3 separate regions of the Sus scrofa genome follow, and regions 1 and 2 are each linked to region 3. The links are chromatin contacts, called in public HiChIP or PLAC-seq maps. All regions are on one chromosome and are shown on one strand. Each heading gives the region's core, a stretch centred on a gene start, on an enhancer-like site or on the middle of the called end of the contact. The rest is flanking DNA. Distances are from core to core; before and after follow the strand shown.

Region 1 (3,478 bases), core at 423-2,922, 210 kb before region 3:
AGTCACACAGAAGGTTAGGGCTTCAACATTTGAATGTTGAAGGGACACAGTTCAGTCCATAGCACTGGTCTAGCCCACTGGTCTACATCGTTTCAACATCTTACAGGTGAAAACATGAAATAAAATTTAAGGTTTCAGGAGTTCCTGCTGTGGCTCAGTGGTAACGAACCCGACTAGTATCCACAAGGACTCGGGTTCAATCCCTGGCCCACTCAGTGGGTTAAGGATTTGGCAGGTCACAGATGCAGCTCAGTTCCTGTGTTGCTGTGGCTGTAGGGTAGGGTGGCAGCTGCAGCTCCAATTCGACACCTAGCTTGGGAACTTCCACATGCCAGTGATGCAGCCCTAAAAAGCAAAAGAAAAAAAAATTCAAGATTTCATACAAACTTATGGTTGCCAAAGAGGACAGATAGAAGGGGAGGGATGGACTGAGGGCTTGGGATGGGCATATGCACTCTGAGGTATATGGAATGACTGGCCAGGGGGACCTGCTGTAGAGCACAGGGAACTCTACCCAAAATTCTGTGATAATCTATGTGGGAAAAGAATCTGAAAAAGAATGAATGTGTGTATAACTGAATCGCTTTGTTGTACAGCAGAAATTATCACAACATTGTAAATCAACTATACTTCAATAAAACTTCAAAAAAATGGAAAAAGTAAAATCTTACAGGTGAAGAACCATGTGACTGTAGTACTTGATGTGAGAGTGATGGTGACAGAGGGGATGTCGTGGCCCACAGTCTGGTTGGGTGGTATGTGCGTCAAGGACAGATGGATTTGGAGTTAGCCAGGTAGGAGAATGAGGGTGGGAAGAGGTGATCTTTTCAGGAAAAGGGGTCAACCTGTGGGAGGGGCCAGAACACAGAGACAACATGGCATAAATGGGAAGCTGTATGTGGTTCAAGTTCGTTAGAGTGTGGCCTTTGGGAAAAGTAAGTTGGGGCCAGATGACTAAAGGTCTTAGGCCTTAAACTAAGGAGTCTAGGCTCTCTAAAGAGCCCTGAAGGCCTTAAAGGTGGGAAGAGGGTAGGTGATGTGATCAAATTTGTATTTTGGAAAGCCTGCTCTGGGTTTAGAGTAAAAAAGGATGGTAGGGATAAAACTAGGAGAGAGGATAGAGTTCCCTGGTGGCTTGATGGGTTAAGGACCTGATATTGTCGCTGCTGTCTTGGGTCATTGCTGGGATGTGGGTTTGCTCCCTGGCCCAGGAACTTTACCATGCCACAGGTGCTGCCAAAAACAAAACAACTGGGGGAGGAGTTCCTGTTGCGGCTCGGTGGGAACGAATCTGACTAGTATCCATGAGGATGTGGGTTTGATCACTGGCTTTGCTCAGTGGATCAGAGATCTGGTGCTGCCGTGAGCTGAGGTGTAGGTCACATATTCGCTTTGGATCCTGCGTTGCTGTGGCTGTGGCTGTGGCCGGCAGCTATAGTTCCGATTCGATCCCCTGGCCTGGGAACTTCCATATGCTGCAAGTGCAGCCCTAAAAAGCAAAAAAAAAAAAAAAAAAAAAGGCGGGGGGGAAGGAAAGCATTTGGAAGCCATTGCAATAATTAGGCAAGGAGTGAAGGTAGCCTCAGCTGAAGGGGTGGCCTTAGGGACCAGGGAAGTGGGCGGGGTCATGAGAGATCAGGAAGCGGTGGGGGGACTGACTGGCAGGGGAGGGAGTGAGGCGGGGAGGGTGGAGGAGGAAGTGAGTTTGCTGGGCAGCTGGCTGGCTGGCATGGTGTCTACACAGGTGGATGCTCTGTTTTAAAGCCTTTTTACATGACGCTCTCACTCCATCATCCAAGCAGCCCAGAGAGCCAGAGGGAAGGTAGCTTTTCTTTTCTTTTTTTTTTTTTTTCAGATGAGGAAGTTGCCTCAACAGACAGTGGGTAGTAAGTGGAATCAGAATCCAGTATTCTCTGTGTGGACTCTCTTCGCACAGGATTTTCCTACTGCACCTTAGGGAGGGCTCAGTGCCACCCTGCCAGGCCTGCTGAGTGGTATTGTCTCAGTATAAAAAAATAACTTTAAGGAGTTCCCGTCATGGCTCAGCAATTAACGAATCCGACTAGCATCCATGAAGAGCCGGTTCAATCCCTGGCGTCACTCAGTGGATTAAGGATCCAGTGTTGCCGTGAGCTGTGGTGTAGATCATAGACATGGCTCGGATCTGGCATTGCTGTGGCTGTGGTGTAGGCCAACGGCTACGGCTCCAATTTGACCCCTAGCCTGGGAACCTCCATATGCCATGGGTGCAGCCCTAAAAAGACAAAAAACAAAAAATGAAACCTGTTGAGGTATAACTTACATACTATAAAATACACCCATTTGAGGTGTATGGCCTGATGAGTTTCATTAAATGTAAACGCCCATGTAATTACCACCACACTCAAGATAAAGAACTTTTTCATTACTCCAGAAGATTCCCTCATGCCTGTCCCCAATTCCTGCCTCAGACAGCTGCTGGTTTGCTTTCTGTCACTGTAGATGAGTTTTGCTTCTTCAAGAATAACATAGGAACGGAATCCTACAGTATGTGTGCTTTGTGTCTGGCTTCTTTAGCATAGCATGATGCTTTTGGAATTCGACCACACCATTGTATAGATCAAAAGCTCACTCCTTTGTGTTTCTGAGTAATAGTCCATTGTTGGTGGTGCCATAATTTGTTTAATCATCCTCCTGTTCAACACTTGGGCTGTTTCCAGTTTGGAGCTGTTATTGAAAAAACTGCTCTGGGAGTTCCCTAGTGGCCCAGTGGGTTAAGGATCTGGCATTGTCACTGCTGTGGCATGGGTTCAATCCCTGGCCTGGCCCAGGAACTTCTATATATTGCAGGCACAGTCAAAAAAGAAAAAAAAATTGCTATTGCACATTTGTGAGCAAGTCTTTTGTGGACATATGTTTTCATTTCTTTTGGGTGAATATGTAGGAGTGGAATTGCCAGGTTGTTCAGTAAATGTATGTTTATCTTTATAAGAAACGGCCCAACTGTTTTCTAAAGGATGTGTGTCGTTTTACAGTTCAGCAACACTGGATGAGTGTTGGTAGTTTCATTTTGGGGGGTGCTGTGCCCACAGCATGTGGAAATTCAGAGGCTAGGGATCGAACCAGTGCCATGGCACTGACAGCACCGGATCTCCATCCACTGTGCCCCCAGAAAACTCGTGGTAGCTTCATTTTTGACATGTGATAATTACAGCTGCTGTTTACTCAGCACTTGGTGTTGTAACAATCACTTTTAAATGAACTAACCACAGTCTTCTGAGGTGGGTGGAGTTACCTCCCTGGTATGGAAGGATAAATTGAGAACTTGAGTTTGGAGAGGTTATTCAAGTAATTTGTCCTAGGCCACTAAGCTGCTGGAGACTTGTAACACTCCATCATCTTCCAGAACAGCAGAGCCTTCACTTTGGGGTCTCTTTGTTCCTGGATCCCTCTGCACACACTGCTGGGTTTAAACTAAATGGAAGGGCTTCAACATGAA
Region 2 (3,233 bases), core at 411-2,910, 150 kb before region 3:
GCATATAATCAAAGCTGCCCTTGAAAATCTCTTTAATTGCCCGTGAAATGTAATCCTGCAGCATCTCTGTATCTGACAATGCAGGCTTTCCTTTAGGACCAGATCAGATTGGTGTTTGCAACAATGAGCCCTGTGGGGAGTAAGGCGGTTCAGGTTTATAGTGAGTGTTCATTAGAATCACACATAGGATGGTGAGATGCTTGTACTCAGAGAGGCATTTGGGGGAACAGGATCGCCACACCCCCCGTCTCACATCCATTCTGGAGCAACATCTGCTTGTTGCGAATAACTGGCAGCGTTTTAAGTGGTAAACGTTTCCGCCCTTTCGGTTAGATTTTTCTAAGATAAGTATGCAAAGATGACTCTAAAGAGCTCCCAGCTCTCAAGAAACCTATCTGCTAGGAGGATGTAAAGTCTATATGCAAATTGTGTGAATGCCCAGCCAAATCTATGTGACTTGGTTTTTACGTCTCACCTGAAATTTATTAATGAAGGGACTTTAGAACAAGAGGGTCTGTGGCTTCCATTTGCTCTAAGTCTGGACGGATGGGTAATTTTGAACAGGTGCACCAGTGGTGGGAAGGGCCTCCCAGGAAGCAAGACTGGCCCAGGGCAGCCTGGAGCCTGGAAAAGTAGACCACGGAGGATGTGAGGTGACTGTAGCATGAGGTCCAGAGAGAAATGAGGGGAAAAGGCATGAGAAGCCCAGGGGCTTAGATCAGGAGGCCTCTGGTGGCGGGAGCTGAGTTTGAACTTGATCCTGAAGTCAGTGGGGAAGCACTGCAATATGTTTGTTTTGTTTTAAAGGAACAACTGTTAGAAGTGCTGTGTTTTCAAAGGCCGAAGAGGGAAAGAAAATGGGAAAACATGGCATCCGTCCCAGTGGGAAGGATGGGTAGCTACAGTCAGTGGGAGTAAGAGGGTGAAGTATATGTCCCATAGGAGGAAACAGCGGATTTAATGTCTAGCTGGAAAGAGGCAGCATGGAGGAAGAGGACAAATCAAAGTCTGAGTGAGCTTTTGACTCTGAGGCTGGGAGTGGTAACTGGAAGGGCCTGGGGTGGGGGAGGGGAGGGGATGTGTCTGGGTGGGGTTTTCTCAGATGCAGACCCCAGAGGAGGCTGCACATGCAAGTGATTATTAAGGAAGCGCTCCCAGGAGGAATCAGTTAGGGTGGAAATGGGGGATAGGGGCAGGGAAGGGGAAGAGCCAGCTGGTCCTTCAGGGGGTGGGGGGTCCATTTGAGGCTGGCGAATGGGTTTTCATACTCCTGCCTCCAGGAGCTAGTGGCCGAGAGCTGCCCCAGGACACTTCCAGGTTTGGGGCACATCCAGGCAAAGTAGCAGCTCCAGCAGCCAAAGAAGCTGGGGGACGCACAGCACCAGGAGGAGGAGGGGAGGGGACCTGAGTGGAAAACGGACCACATCCACAGCAGGAGATGAAGGGCATCCGTTTGGTTGCATCACATTAGTGGCTGCTGCTGGTGATGGAGGACCCTTTCATCAGTACATCCGTACTTCATGGGGCAGCCAGAAGCCAGGAGAGAAGGTGAAGCTGTGGGAAACCGTGGGAGTCGGTGACCCCATGAGAACCCGCCCACTTCCCTGTTACTGACCAGGCCCTGGCTGCTGGGTCCTCATTTGCTTAGTTATTCTTAGAAGAGATGCTTCCAGTGATTCCTAGAAGAGATACACAGAGCTGTCCTGAGTTTGCTCTGTTTCAAACTGACTGTATGCTTGGAGCCTGAGAAGTTTTTCCTCTCTGATCACACCAAGGACTTATGAGCAGCACAGAGTCTGAACTGAGTGTCAGTCTGGCCGCTCAGTGTCAGGTGATGCAGAGAGAGACAAGTCGTTTGGCTTCTTGCTGTTTTGTTTCCAGGAAAGCAAATCTCAGAGAATGTTCACCTTTTCCCTCTTGAGGTAGGAATCTGAAAAGACTCTGCCTTTGTTCTAAGATGGGCTTACAAACCCAGATGTCTGTGGGGCCAGGTACCTTAAGTGGGGGCGTGTAGGTATTGGAGAGCCCATGCCTAACTCTGCCCCATTGCTGCCAAGCATTGCCAGATCTTGTACTTTTTTAAAGAAAAACCAGAAATCTGGATTTTTACATGACAAATTCTCATTTAAGCTGTTGCTTCACTCTTTCAAAATAACACTGGTGGGAGTTCCCATTGTGGCTCAGTGGTAACGAACCCGACTGGTATCCATAAGGATGTGGGTTCGATCCCTGGCCTCTCTCAGTGGGTTGGGGATCTGGCGTTGCCATGAGCTGTGGTGTGAGTCTCGGATGCAGCTTGGATCCCGAGTTGCTGAAGCTGTAGCTCTGATTCGATCCCTGTCCTGGGAACTTCTATATGCTGCACCTGCAGCCCTAAAAACACCCCAAAAAACAAAACAACATTGGATCTCCCTGACACTACCCACTGGCTGCTGTCTTGCAGCCTTTAAGATTTCTGTGTAATGCCTCCATCCTCCATCCTTTGAGCTGCTGCTTCTCCTTTCACACATCATCAGACTTCTCTTATTATTTTATTTTTTTATTGTTTTTTTTGGCTGCGCCTGTGGCATGTGGAAGTTCCCTGGCCAGGGATCAACCCATACCACAGCAGTGACAACACTGGATCCTTAACCCACTGAGCCAACAGGGAACTCCTCCCAATACTGTTTTTCATATATCTGTCCACCTCCCCTCCCCCTCGCTAAGTATTTCTTTTTTTTTTTTTTTTTTTGTCTTTTTGCCATTTCTTGGGCCACTCCTGAAGCACATGGAGGTTCCCAGGCTAGGGGTTAATCGGAGCTGCAGCTGCCAGCCTACGCCAGAGCCACAGCAACGCAGGATCCGAGCCGCGTCTGCAACCTACACCACAGCTCACGGCAACACCGGAACCTTGATCCACTGAGCAAGGGTAGGGATCGAACCCTCAACCTCATGGTTCCTAGTCGGATTCGTTAACCACTGCGCCTAGTATTTCATTTTTAGATTTCAATTACTTACGTAGAGTGCCAGGTGCTGAGTAGGTGTGCTCAATAGAATTTTTCTGAATTGAGTGGAATAAAACCATGCCCTAGAATTTTGCTGTCTTTCACTACACGACCATAAATTCATCAAAAGATGGATCTGTCTTTGGTTTACATATTTAACCGCCAAAAGTGCATCTTGTTAATGTAGCCACACAGTATGGACCCAAGTAATGGAAAACAAGGACACACACACACACACACACACACACA
Region 3 (3,097 bases), core at 395-2,894:
CCTGCTTTCTCCTTTTTCTGCTTTTTAGGGCACAGGTGTGGCACATGGAAGTTCCCAGGCTAAGGGTCAAATCGGAGCTACAGCTGCCAGCCTATACCACAGGCACAGCAATGCCAGATCTGAGCCGCACCTGCAATGTACGCCATAGCTCAGGGCAAAGGCCAAGGATTGAACCCGCATCCTCATGGATATTAGTCAGATTCATTCCCACTGTGCCATAAGGGGAACTCCCCAGCCTGTTTTCTTGAGCAGACTTGAGGACAGTGTTCCACCACTCTCTCCACTTATCCTGGCGACTGCTTCCTGGACCCCAGGCTTAGCAAGCGGTAAAGTGTGAAGTTTCTTTCAGTTACTCAACAGGTATGTGAGAAGCTGCTGTGGCAGGAACAACCTGGAAGAAGAACGAAATAAAAGGCAAAGAAGCAGGATTTGGAAATGGCTCTGTACCCCTTAATCATTCCTAAGCACAGTTCTACAGCTAACCAGCCCACCACTGAAGGCAGATTCCACAGGGAACACAGAAGTCACCCTAGACTTTATCCCAAATGAGAAGCTGCTTCCTACATGCAGCTTTGAAATAGGCAGCCGAGACACAAACCCCAGAAAAGGCTTCCTTTGAGAAGAAATGAACAATTAGTATATATACTTAGGATATCCATTCACATGAAGCAAATATGCTGGATAGTCAATTCCCTAAAGCAGTTTCCTAATAATTTCCTATTTCCAAACCCAACTTTAATGGTCTGAAGAAGCAAGGCTATAGGCCACACTAATGCTAAGAATATAAAGAATTTTAAAGTGAAGACTCTTTGCCGTGCTATAGAAAATTGACAGAACAGTGTAAGCCAGCTATAATGGAAAAAATTAAAATCATTAAAAACACTTTTTTAAATTAAAAAAAATTTCAAGGTGAAATGATCAAGAATATGTTTAAGTTTATTCAACATGAGATAGAGAAGCTGCTGTAAAATAATTTAAATATAGCCTACATTTCACACACAAACCATATTTTCATGTTTTTTTCCTTAAGGGGAAAGGAAACCTGTATTGGTCAATTCCAGGTACAACATGAGTTAATCAGTCATTCATAAAAGTCAACGTAGTAAAAAAAAGTTTCATCAATAAACTTTTCGGCAAAAGGCCTTTAAGTATGTCAGCTGCTTTTCTTGTCTTCTCCAACTGGTCACTGAGTTCACAGCCTTAAAATATAAGACTGGATAGAGGTAAATTCATCCTGCCACAAATCACAGAGCATGCTGCCTGTCACTATCCTAGAGGCCCTCCTGATTCACCCTTTTCCACCTCTGCCTGCCCCCTACCACCACTTCTCAAAGCAAATGTGCTCTCTGGGAATGTGGCTCCTCGCCAGTTCCTTGGAGAAGAAGTCTGTCATCGGAGGTGGGCCACAAAGGTAGAACAAGGTCTCTTTCGAAATATGATCTCTTATCTCCTTCTCCGTTAGTCTTCCTTCTACCAAAAAACAGAACAGACACTAGATTAAGCCAGCCATGTTTGTATTAAAAAGAGGAAAGGCTAACCACAACTTGGCAACAGTGTTTATTTTCAATAACTAAGCTCAGGGGGTTGCGTCCTGAGTCATCCACGAACTGGCTCTTGTTGGTGTCCAGGCCAGACCGAAGCAGAAGCGTGTCTCCAGGTTTCCTGAATTCACAGCAGCGCTGTGGGCAGCCGAGCATGATGCACTATCCAGACAGCACCAGGGAGTGTGCTGATCTTTGGGAGAGATTCAAAACTGCCTTCAACAAAGTAAATAAACTGCTTTGTGAGAAACCCTTCCAAAAAAGGGAAACCATGAGAAATCTAAATGACTATTAATGGCAAATGGCACTGATGCAATCAAAGCTGACTATACGGTCTTTGTATGCATACTACAGTGATGATGCAAAGGTCCCTTAAAAAACATGGAGAATAAATTTTTAATATGGGCCATAGGAGCTCTATATGTAATAAGTAAATCCAACTAATCTCCCCGTATTTTTCCCTGATGAATCACTTCTCAATTCCCCAGGTAGTGATATTCCCAGCCAGTGACTTCCAACAATGAAGCATCTACTCAACCAACTGGCACAGCCACAAAATAATGGCATGGAGGTAGTCAAAATATCTTCAGGGGACTCACCCGTGATGTATGGCTTGAGGTCTGCACTGATTTGTGTAGTCTGCTTTGTAACATGCAAACTGCAGGCAATCTTCTCAGGAAATTCATTTACTAAATCGAGGATATTTTTCTGGAATGTCAAACATATTTGGTCACACTACAATTTTAAAAAATCAAAACAGATGTGCACCCCCTCGGACGCGGAGCCTCCCCTGCCATTCTGCACACGTCTACTGCCCCGGCTCTCCACTTAGAGATATTGTTTGCAGCCGAGCAGGCTGGAGCATTGCGAGTACGGAGGGCTCTGCGGCTTTAATTGAAATCTGAATATGCTAACAAGCATATTACTAACTCTCCGGGAGTTTTTTCTTTTTCCTTTCTCCCAAGTGTGGGCAATTAAGCAGCAGTTTCACTGACCACAGTTGTGTCTTTTAACTGTTTCTGTTCTTTTGTTCATCTTTGCAGCTGCAAAGAGTGAAAGCCTTCTCCCATCAAAGGGACTAGAGTTTCCACAGATGCAACTGATAAGGGTTTCACGTAGCCAGCTGGGTGCAATCTACTCCTGCACCATCAAACCCATTCGTAGGCCTCCTGACTCTCTGGGGAACCCCGGGGCCACAGTGGCTTTTCTGCTCGTCCACCTCCAGATCCGAGCCAGCCAGCCCTGGCCCTCCTGATACTTCCCCAAGAACCTCCTCAGCACTAGCTTTTTTAATTGTCTTGGGCAAGATGTGCTGTTTAATTCTCATATGAACATGATCCAGCCTTTCAAGCCTTTGGTTGTGAATTGCTGCAGAGAAGAGAGACGGAGAAGAAAATTCCCTGGGCACTAATACCATAACGAGGTTTGCTCACAGCAAGCTCTGAGACACACACTTCTCACCTCACCTTGAACAGGAGCTCGCTGGTGTTTTTTGCACTGTAGAACAGTTTGATTGTTCCGACCTTATACCCACTTCCCTTGTTCGCCCATTCTCT

Evidence for each region. HiChIP or PLAC-seq counts read pairs in DNA pulled down with a chosen protein or histone mark.
Region 1: an H3K27ac HiChIP or PLAC-seq map of alveolar macrophages shows a contact between it and region 3. The contact joins two enhancer-like sites. A contact is called at or near these places in 2 of 47 Hi-C or Micro-C datasets (embryonic fibroblasts and epiblast stem cells) and 2 of 2 datasets of contacts at active chromatin or transcription factors (alveolar macrophages and skeletal muscle).
Region 2: a contact with region 3 is called in an H3K27ac HiChIP or PLAC-seq map of alveolar macrophages. The contact joins two enhancer-like sites. A contact is called at or near these places in 1 of 47 Hi-C or Micro-C datasets (embryonic fibroblasts) and 1 of 2 datasets of contacts at active chromatin or transcription factors (alveolar macrophages).

Annotation. Positions count from the first base shown.
Region 1 is chr13:3,646,760-3,650,237 of Sscrofa11.1, reverse strand. The region is part of intron 2 of RFTN1 (raftlin); the gene reads left to right. Among named protein-coding and RNA genes, the nearest start is that of RFTN1, 27 kb to the left of the region's middle. Within about 2 kb of position 1,672, at least 8 of the 83 cell types and tissues checked have an H3K27ac peak or open chromatin away from gene starts, as enhancers often do. A contact at or near this core is called in alveolar macrophages, where this site is marked.
Region 2 is chr13:3,581,573-3,584,805 of Sscrofa11.1, reverse strand. The region is part of intron 3 of RFTN1 (raftlin); the gene reads left to right. Among named protein-coding and RNA genes, the nearest start is that of TRNAE-UUC, 13 kb to the right of the region's middle. Within about 2 kb of position 1,660, at least 6 of the 83 cell types and tissues checked have an H3K27ac peak or open chromatin away from gene starts, as enhancers often do. A contact at or near this core is called in alveolar macrophages, where this site is marked.
Region 3 is chr13:3,434,893-3,437,989 of Sscrofa11.1, reverse strand. OXNAD1 (oxidoreductase NAD-binding domain-containing protein 1) reads right to left here. Exons shown (of 8, transcript XM_001925300.5): 6 at 3,008-3,097; 7 at 2,141-2,249; 8 at 916-1,470. The coding sequence ends at 1,316. Among named protein-coding and RNA genes, the nearest start is that of OXNAD1, 41 kb to the right of the region's middle. Within about 2 kb of position 1,644, at least 22 of the 83 cell types and tissues checked have an H3K27ac peak or open chromatin away from gene starts, as enhancers often do. A contact at or near this core is called in alveolar macrophages, where this site is marked.